Linked DNA regions of Mus musculus: region 2 is linked to region 1. Evidence: chromatin contacts called from public promoter capture Hi-C data. All regions are on one chromosome and are shown on one strand. Each heading gives the region's core, a stretch centred on a gene start, on an enhancer-like site or on the middle of the called end of the contact. The rest is flanking DNA. Distances are from core to core; before and after follow the strand shown. Region 1 holds the start of Pdzk1 (PDZ domain containing 1). Region 2 overlaps Fmo5 (flavin containing monooxygenase 5).

What was found. Promoter capture Hi-C pulls out the DNA fragments that hold promoters and counts their contacts.
Region 2: a contact with region 1 is called in a promoter capture Hi-C map of liver, with 2.3 times the contacts expected there. The contact joins the enhancer-like site here to the promoter of Pdzk1 in region 1. A contact is called at or near these places in 8 of 39 promoter capture datasets (the 3T3-L1 cell line, cranial neural crest, hippocampal neurons and 4 more).

Annotation. Positions count from the first base shown.
Region 1 is chr3:96,827,788-96,831,549 of GRCm38.p6, reverse strand. It overlaps Pdzk1 (PDZ domain containing 1), which reads right to left and starts at 1,485. Exons shown (of 9, transcript NM_021517.3): 1 at 1,394-1,485. It overlaps 4930442L01Rik (RIKEN cDNA 4930442L01 gene), which reads left to right. Exons shown (of 2, transcript NR_015596.1): 2 at 1-1,724. It also overlaps a transcript of Cd160 not described here.
Region 2 is chr3:97,632,638-97,636,163 of GRCm38.p6, reverse strand. It overlaps Fmo5 (flavin containing monooxygenase 5), which reads right to left. Exons shown (of 9, transcript NM_001161763.1): 3 at 465-653. Among named protein-coding and RNA genes, the nearest start is that of Fmo5, 5.6 kb to the right of the region's middle. Within about 2 kb of position 1,768, at least 27 of the 459 cell types and tissues checked have an H3K27ac peak or open chromatin away from gene starts, as enhancers often do. A contact at or near this core is called in liver, where this site is marked.

The sequences.
Region 1 (3,762 bases), core at 236-2,735:
ATGCTATGGAGTGCTATGACATCATGACAAGATGGAGGGAGGCTCCACCTAGGAAATCCTCCTCAGATGGAAACATTCGAATTCGTCCTCAAATCGCAAGGGGCACACCCTTCAAAGCACAGACCCACCTTATACATGGAAGGCCCTTAGTGAACATCATGTCTCAACTCCTTTTAGTTGCTGGTGAGAAAATAAAGGCTCAGTGACACCAAAAGACTAGCACAGGGTCTCCTAAATGTATGGGTGCCACCTCCCGCTACCCTAGGCCACATTTGGATTTAATCATTTGAAGAGTGAGCAGCTTAGATTTGTACTTTCAGTCTCCTCAAACACACTCACATGTATAATTCTATTTCTAGAACAACCTTTGGGAAATGGTGTTTGGCTTTCCTTCAACGTATAACAAAATTGAGATGAGGCATAGATCTAATAAGTGAACCAAGACCTTCCTTAGGCATTGGTTTCCCAGACCTGTACCCTCTCCCTAGCTGCCTAGGAACACAAGATAGTATCAACAAGTCCATATGCAGAGACCTTACCAGAGTCAAAGATGAGAACAATTTGCTTGGCCATAACCCACAGCTTCAACGTCCCTGAGTTGTCTGTACATGAAAGAACTTGTGGTTCTATGTGACTAGACAATGGTGACCTGAGGCAGCAAGGGCCCTGTGACTTACGGATACAGGATGGTGCCTTCTACACCAAGGCCACCTGAGAGTCTTCATACCCAGCCCAGGAGTCTCCAGAACCGATGGACCCTTAGGGAAAGGCCCCAATGACGAGAAATGAGTTCCTTCCAAGCTTGCCTACACACAGAAGCATCTGGGAGAATTCAAGGCATTTCAGGTTCACACAAGATAGAGATTGAGAGATTCTCCCAAAGGGAGACTAGAAGACTTGAATTTGCACCCAGTCAACCCAGCAATCCGTGGCTTTCCTCGTGGCTAACACTGTCTTGGGAAACAGAAGAGGCACCGGTAGAAGTTAGATTCGGCTGTATGTTTTAAGGGCTGGCTGCCTTTGGAAGAGTCTTCCCTTATACCCTAAATGCTTGGATAGTAAAGTCTCAGAAGAAAATTCCCCGTGGCCTGGGACTTCTGTGGTCTCTGTCCCTTGGCTGTGCATCTCCATACAGCACCCCCACCTCTTCCACCCCATCGTATATATACGACACCCCTGGGAAGCGAGCAGCCCACCAATGCCTTCATGAAGTAGAGCCTGCACATCTCCAGTAAAAAGAACTGTGACACCCCTGGAAGGCCATCCTCACCCCCACTTAACCTGTGCTCCTGCCACCACAGAGGCCTCAACCCCCCCACAGCCACTTGCCAGCAAAAAGAGAAGGGATAAGTGGCCCCAGCCCAGGCAGCAGGTCGCAGACCGCTCTTCTTACCTGTGGCGAAGGATCCGCTCCGCACTGGAAATTCTCCCCGCTGTGAACACTACTAGTCTTGGAACTCACTGGACTTTGGACAAAGATTGATTTAAAAGCTGATGTATTTAACAGGGACGTGTGGTCTGAGTTCAAGTGACCTCTGTCCTGCTCCCGGCCAGCTGGCAGGGTCCTAAGCTTGAAATGCTCAAGAGGCCTCAGTAAAATCAAGCCCCGCCCCCACCCCAGCCTAACAATGGGAAGGGTAGTAGAGAAAGGTGGGGAGGGGGTGCCTCGGCCTCTCCAGTTCTATCTAATAAACAGAAGACTGGGTCACACCCAACCAATCCCCAATTCCAGTAGGAACCTCACTGTCCCTAGCCCAGGGTCAAGGTAGGGGCTAATCACCAGCCATCTTCCACACTCAGGCTGTCCTGAGAGCAAGACACTACAACTCCTACCCGGAAAGCTACCAAGAGGCCAAAGCCCCAGAGAAGGCAAAGGCCCTGTTTCTGGGTCCTACCTCCACTGTGGGGAGAGCTCTCCTAGCTCACTCAGGGGCCTCCTTGCTTCTTTCTGGCTCCCTCCCCTCTCCCGATGGCTGCCTCTGTTCTCTAACTATTGATACCTGTCTTCCTCTTCACACACTCTGTCTCTCAAGAAGGCAGCTGGGCAGTAGCTGTTCCCCCGTGGCCTGGCGTTGCTGAACAGGCCGCTAGCCTCAGCCACCGCAGCAGCTGATCTCTATCAACCACACCCACACAAACCATCCTCACCTGGATTCTCAGCCCACATTCCTAATTCAGAGCAGGAGACATCTTAGAACAGTGAGACCAGGCAGGCCCCAGGCTGTGGGCTGGATGGCCTCGTCTTTTCTCCACTCATGAAGAGCTGGCCATTTGTCTTCCCTGAGTCTTGACTTTGCCCTCAACCCAGGTGTGAGCTAAGCCAGTGGGTAAGAAGTTTAAATTGACATCAGGGCCACTTCATCATCTCCTGCTGCCTTCTGTCTCTAGGCTATATTCTCTGAACCTCTAATATAACTTGCAAAGCCATGGGGGTAGACTGGGATGCTCTAGGTTTAGGATCAGAACACCTGAGTTGAAACTGACCCTTCCAGTTTCCAATGTTTGATCTGGGCTGATTATCTTTCTTACAGCATTATGGCTGGGACACAGGGTGCCACACACACACACACTATAACATTTTATATGACAATATAAAAAGTTAATATCGTGCCTATAATTAAGTCTGATCTGATTAATGTGGAGCCTATAGGGTATACTCTACTGATTATATAGGTCTAATAGGATCATCCCTTTCTTTAGCCCTTTTCGTGTGACATGGTTTTCATCTTTGAAATAAGAAAGCTTAGATCCTCTGCTTAATAATCCTCCCCAGGATCACTTGACCAGGAGGACGGGAGAGCCAGCCTCCAACTCCGCCCCTGTCTTAGATCAGTCGTTTACAGCTTTGATAAGGCCTCCTGCTGTCAGGAATCGCTTTCTGTGTTCTCCTTTGCCAGGAGTTGTGAACAGGGGCCGATAATGAGCCGTTCTCCTTTGTTAGGGAGACAGAGTTGGGATTTTCTGGGCCACTTCCAACACGGAGATGTGATGAGCCTAAATGTGCTGGGTTTTAAGGTGAGCACGAAGCCTGCCCTTGGGAGTGCGCAGTGTAAGCTCTGGCTTGTCTGTAGAGTCCTGCAGATGAAGTGTGAGCACGGGATGTAGCACGGCGTATTGGGTGGTTTTGCTTCTAAAAGGTGCTGGCCATGAAACTGAAGGCCTTACGATGCCAGGCTAATGCCCTCATGCCTGCCACAGCCCAGCCCTGGCTTAGGCATCAAAAAGATTCGACATTGAATCCTAAATATGTCATTTCTGGTTTCTTTTTGATGGTCGGTTTGTTCAAGTTCGAGGCTTTATTTGGTCAGGCAGCGCCCGACTACACCCTGGAAAGGTAAAGAAATGCTTAACAACCTACAGTCTGTGTTAATTACCTGACTTGGTATTTCCATTAAGGAGAGAATCCACAACAGCTATGCCCCAGCCCCAGCACCTCCACTCTCCACCCGTCGTCCAAGGTTAATCTGTGACTAGGGATTTGCTAGAGAAATTTATTTTTTTCTTCCCAGAATCTGGGCCAAAATGAACATTTTCTCATTGCCTTCTCCATCCCTTTATCCATGATCCATTTTGTCCACGAACTCACCATGTTCCAACACATTCGCGTGTCATCTGACTCCTTTATCTCTCCTACCAGAATACTAAGTCCTCAAGGACAGGGGTTTGTGTTTTCTTTTAAATTTTTTTTTTTATGTGCCTGGGTGTTTTGCCTGTGTGTGTGTGTGTGTGTGTGTGTGTGTGTGTGTGTGTGTACCACATGCA
Region 2 (3,526 bases), core at 519-3,018, 800 kb before region 1:
GCAAGGACCACCATTCAAGGCATTGCTCCTCATGCAGTGCTCTTCCCTCTTACCAGAGCTGACGTCTCTGCGTCCCCGCTGGCTGCCCAATAACTACTTCACTGGGTTGCCACGAGCACATTAAATAGCGCATGGTAAAGCATCCAGGAGCTGAGCGACAGTGGACAAGGAGATTTGAAAGGTCTGACTCCCACCAGCCTCCCTCATCAGTTTTTATTAAAGCCAGCATGATAGGAAGGCATGGTAAACGCCCTAGCAGATGGCTTCCTGCTTCTTCAGCAGGATGTATCTGATAGAGAGCGTTCCTTGAACATTTCCCAAGTACCAAGAGGGCAAGAGTCTTTGTGTCATATAAATCTACATCTATTTCAAGCTAGTCCTGACAGGTGACACAGGTAAATGAAGCTTCGTAATTCATTGACCCGATGAACAATTTCAAACAGGAAGAAAACAAAATCTCTTACCTTGAATTGGATATATTTGAGAAGGTCAAATTCTTTGGCATACATCCTGAAATACTCTAGGACCTGGGAGTTGTGCATGTAGTTAGGGTAATGATCTGGGATGGGGTAGTCACTGAAACACATCATTTCCTTGGAGGTGTTGATGACCACGGACTGGTAAATACTGGCCCTGCCTTCCTCAGGGGCTTCCTGTGACAAATAAGAAGTACTTATGGCAATGTGAGAATCAACTTCATGAAACATAAGTAGCCAATGAGCATTTAAAAGCGTATCTAAGTGAAACACACACACACCTACAATGTTGCATCTATGTAAGAACATTAAAAGTATCAGGCCTATTATAACTTTAAACGAAAAAGTAATATACATACCATGAAATTAAATGTACATCCTAGTCATCTAGTATACATTATATACACCTATGTTTATATAATTACATACTGTACAACCTCTCCCTTGTTTAATATATCTCTTTAGAGTACACTGTATTAATTATATATAATTTGTGCATATAATTTGAATAGGAAAATAATTTATAAAGGTAGAATTTTTTTCTTTCATTTTTATTAAAATATTTATAAAACACAAGAAAGGAAAACTCTCAGCAGACTAGTACAGAGAGACACTTCCTCAAGTCAATAAAAACAATTTAAAACAGGCAAGTAGATAACAGCACGCTTAACGGCAAGAGACTGAGTGCTTTGATTGGATGAGGAACACAAGGATGTCCTTTGGGGCCACTTTCAGAGAGCACTGTACTAAGAAGCCCTAGCTGTGTGCCCTACAAGTCATGAAAGGAAATAAAAACCAATTTTGTGGCCCATTACATGAATGTCTATGTAAAACATGTCCCAAGGAATAAAACACTAACCCTGAAGCTACAGGATACAGCCAGGCCACAGAAAAGCTGGCAAACCCAAGTCACCAGGGCTGAGAGGTGCTCAGCATGAGGACTTAAGTTTAATCCTTAGAACCTACATTAAGAAATGCCTGATGGGACAGGCTGGAGAGATGACTCAGAGGTTGAGAGCACTGGCTGCTCTTCCAGAAGTCCTGAGTCCAATACCCAGCATGCACATGGTGGCTCATAACCATCTATAAAGATATCTGGTGCCCTCTTCTGGCATATGTATACACAATACTGTATACATAATAAATAAATCTTAAAAAAACAAAAACCAAAAAAAAAACCAAAAGCCTGGTGTGGCGCCATGTGCTTGCAATTGCAACACCACAGAGGTGCAGACAGCTGAGCCCCAGGGCTCACTGCCAAGCAGTCTCATTCTTAGCAAGTAGAAGCTCATAAAAAATGAACCACGCCTGAGGAGCAACACTTACGATTGCATACATTCAAGCTGTACATGTGTACACTTGTACACACACACACAGAGAGAGAGAGAGAGAGCCAGGCTTGATGTTTATAAGCTCAGTGCTTAGAAGCTGACCTGAAGACTGCTGATGTTCAACGTCAGCATGAACTACATAGTAAATTCAAGGCCATCCTGAACTACAGAGCAAGACCCTCAAAAAACAAGTCAGTAACCTACCTGTATGTCAGAAATGAACCATTGAAAATTTTGATTTTAAAAATACACCATGTCCAAGTCCATCTTGGTCTTAAATGCTTAGGTATTAAAAGTTGTCTAGGGGCTGGAGAGATGGCTCAGCGGTTAAGAGCACTGAGTGCCCGTCCAAAGGTCCTGAGTTCCATTCTCAGCAACCACATGGTGGCTCACAACTACCTGTAATGGGATCTGATGCCCTCTTCCGGTGTGTCTGAAGACTGTAACAGTGTGCTCACACACATACATAAATAAATCTTTTTTTAAAAAAGATGTCTAGAACATGACTAAACTATAAAACACAGATAAAGAAATCAAAGGTAGACATAAATGAAAGCTGTTGTCCTCGTGGATTGGAAGAGTAGATACTGTGTGAAGATCCTGCTCCTCCTGACCTGCCCTGGCAGCACCCCAGCAATGGGGTTCTAGAGACTTCTAGAAAGAGCCAACAGTCCTTAGGTGTGGCTGGTCATAGTAACTTTCTTCCAAAGGCAGAAACGAAGATGAACTTTACACCAGCCAAGCCTGACCAACTCCACTGAAAGCTGTAATACAAACAGGACTAATCATAACAAGGGTCACCCTTGACACGATACAGCGAAAGCATGACTTCACCCCCAGGAACTTCATCAGGTGAGCCATGAGAAAAACACCAGACAAATTCAAAGGAGGCTACTCTACAAAATACTCAACCAGTCTTCCTCTAACCTACCAAGGATAACAAAACCCAGGGAATAAAAGGAACAAAGCAAGAAAATCTACGAAATCATCCAAGCCAAGAGGAGCCTAGAGAGATACAACTACCAAGTCTTAGGGGGATACTGGGATATTAAAAAAAACAAAAACAAAAAACCAAGGCATCAGAAGAAGTAAGTAAATCTAAACAAAGCATGGGTTTATGGGTACTGTCTCACTGACCGTTATAAGTGTGTCACACTAGTGTAAGATGCTAACAATCGGGGAATGAGGCAAGGTCCCAAGAGCTGGGGTTGCAGAGGTGAGCCAACATGCCTGAAGAAAACATAAAAATTAGTATAAAAAAGTGTTAATTATAACATGAAGGAGGCAATACTAGCGAAGGCAAGACAGAAGAGCAGCAGTAGGAGAATCCGAGCAGTGGCATCTGGGAGGGTGCTCATGTGACAGGAGAAACAAGGAAGAGGAGGAAAATATCAGCAGTGGCAGGTGACAAGGAAGGAAAACACCTGAATCTCGGTGATTCATTGCTAAAAAGGGAAGTCCATCATTCTTAACTGGATACGGGGTGCCCAGGGTAGAACCCCAAAGTGCTGGGATCAAGTCTATATAAGATACCTACAATTGACTGATCAATTAATGATCAATTAACTTAATGGCATCCATAGAAGGACAGCAAGACTCCAAATAATAAGCAAGGGGGTGACAGAAATAATTTCAGCAGCTGAATTCTCAGGAAATCACTGAGTATGTGAAATAGTACTTCAGCTTCCACAGCTACGTGACGGACAATGTGAGAACGAC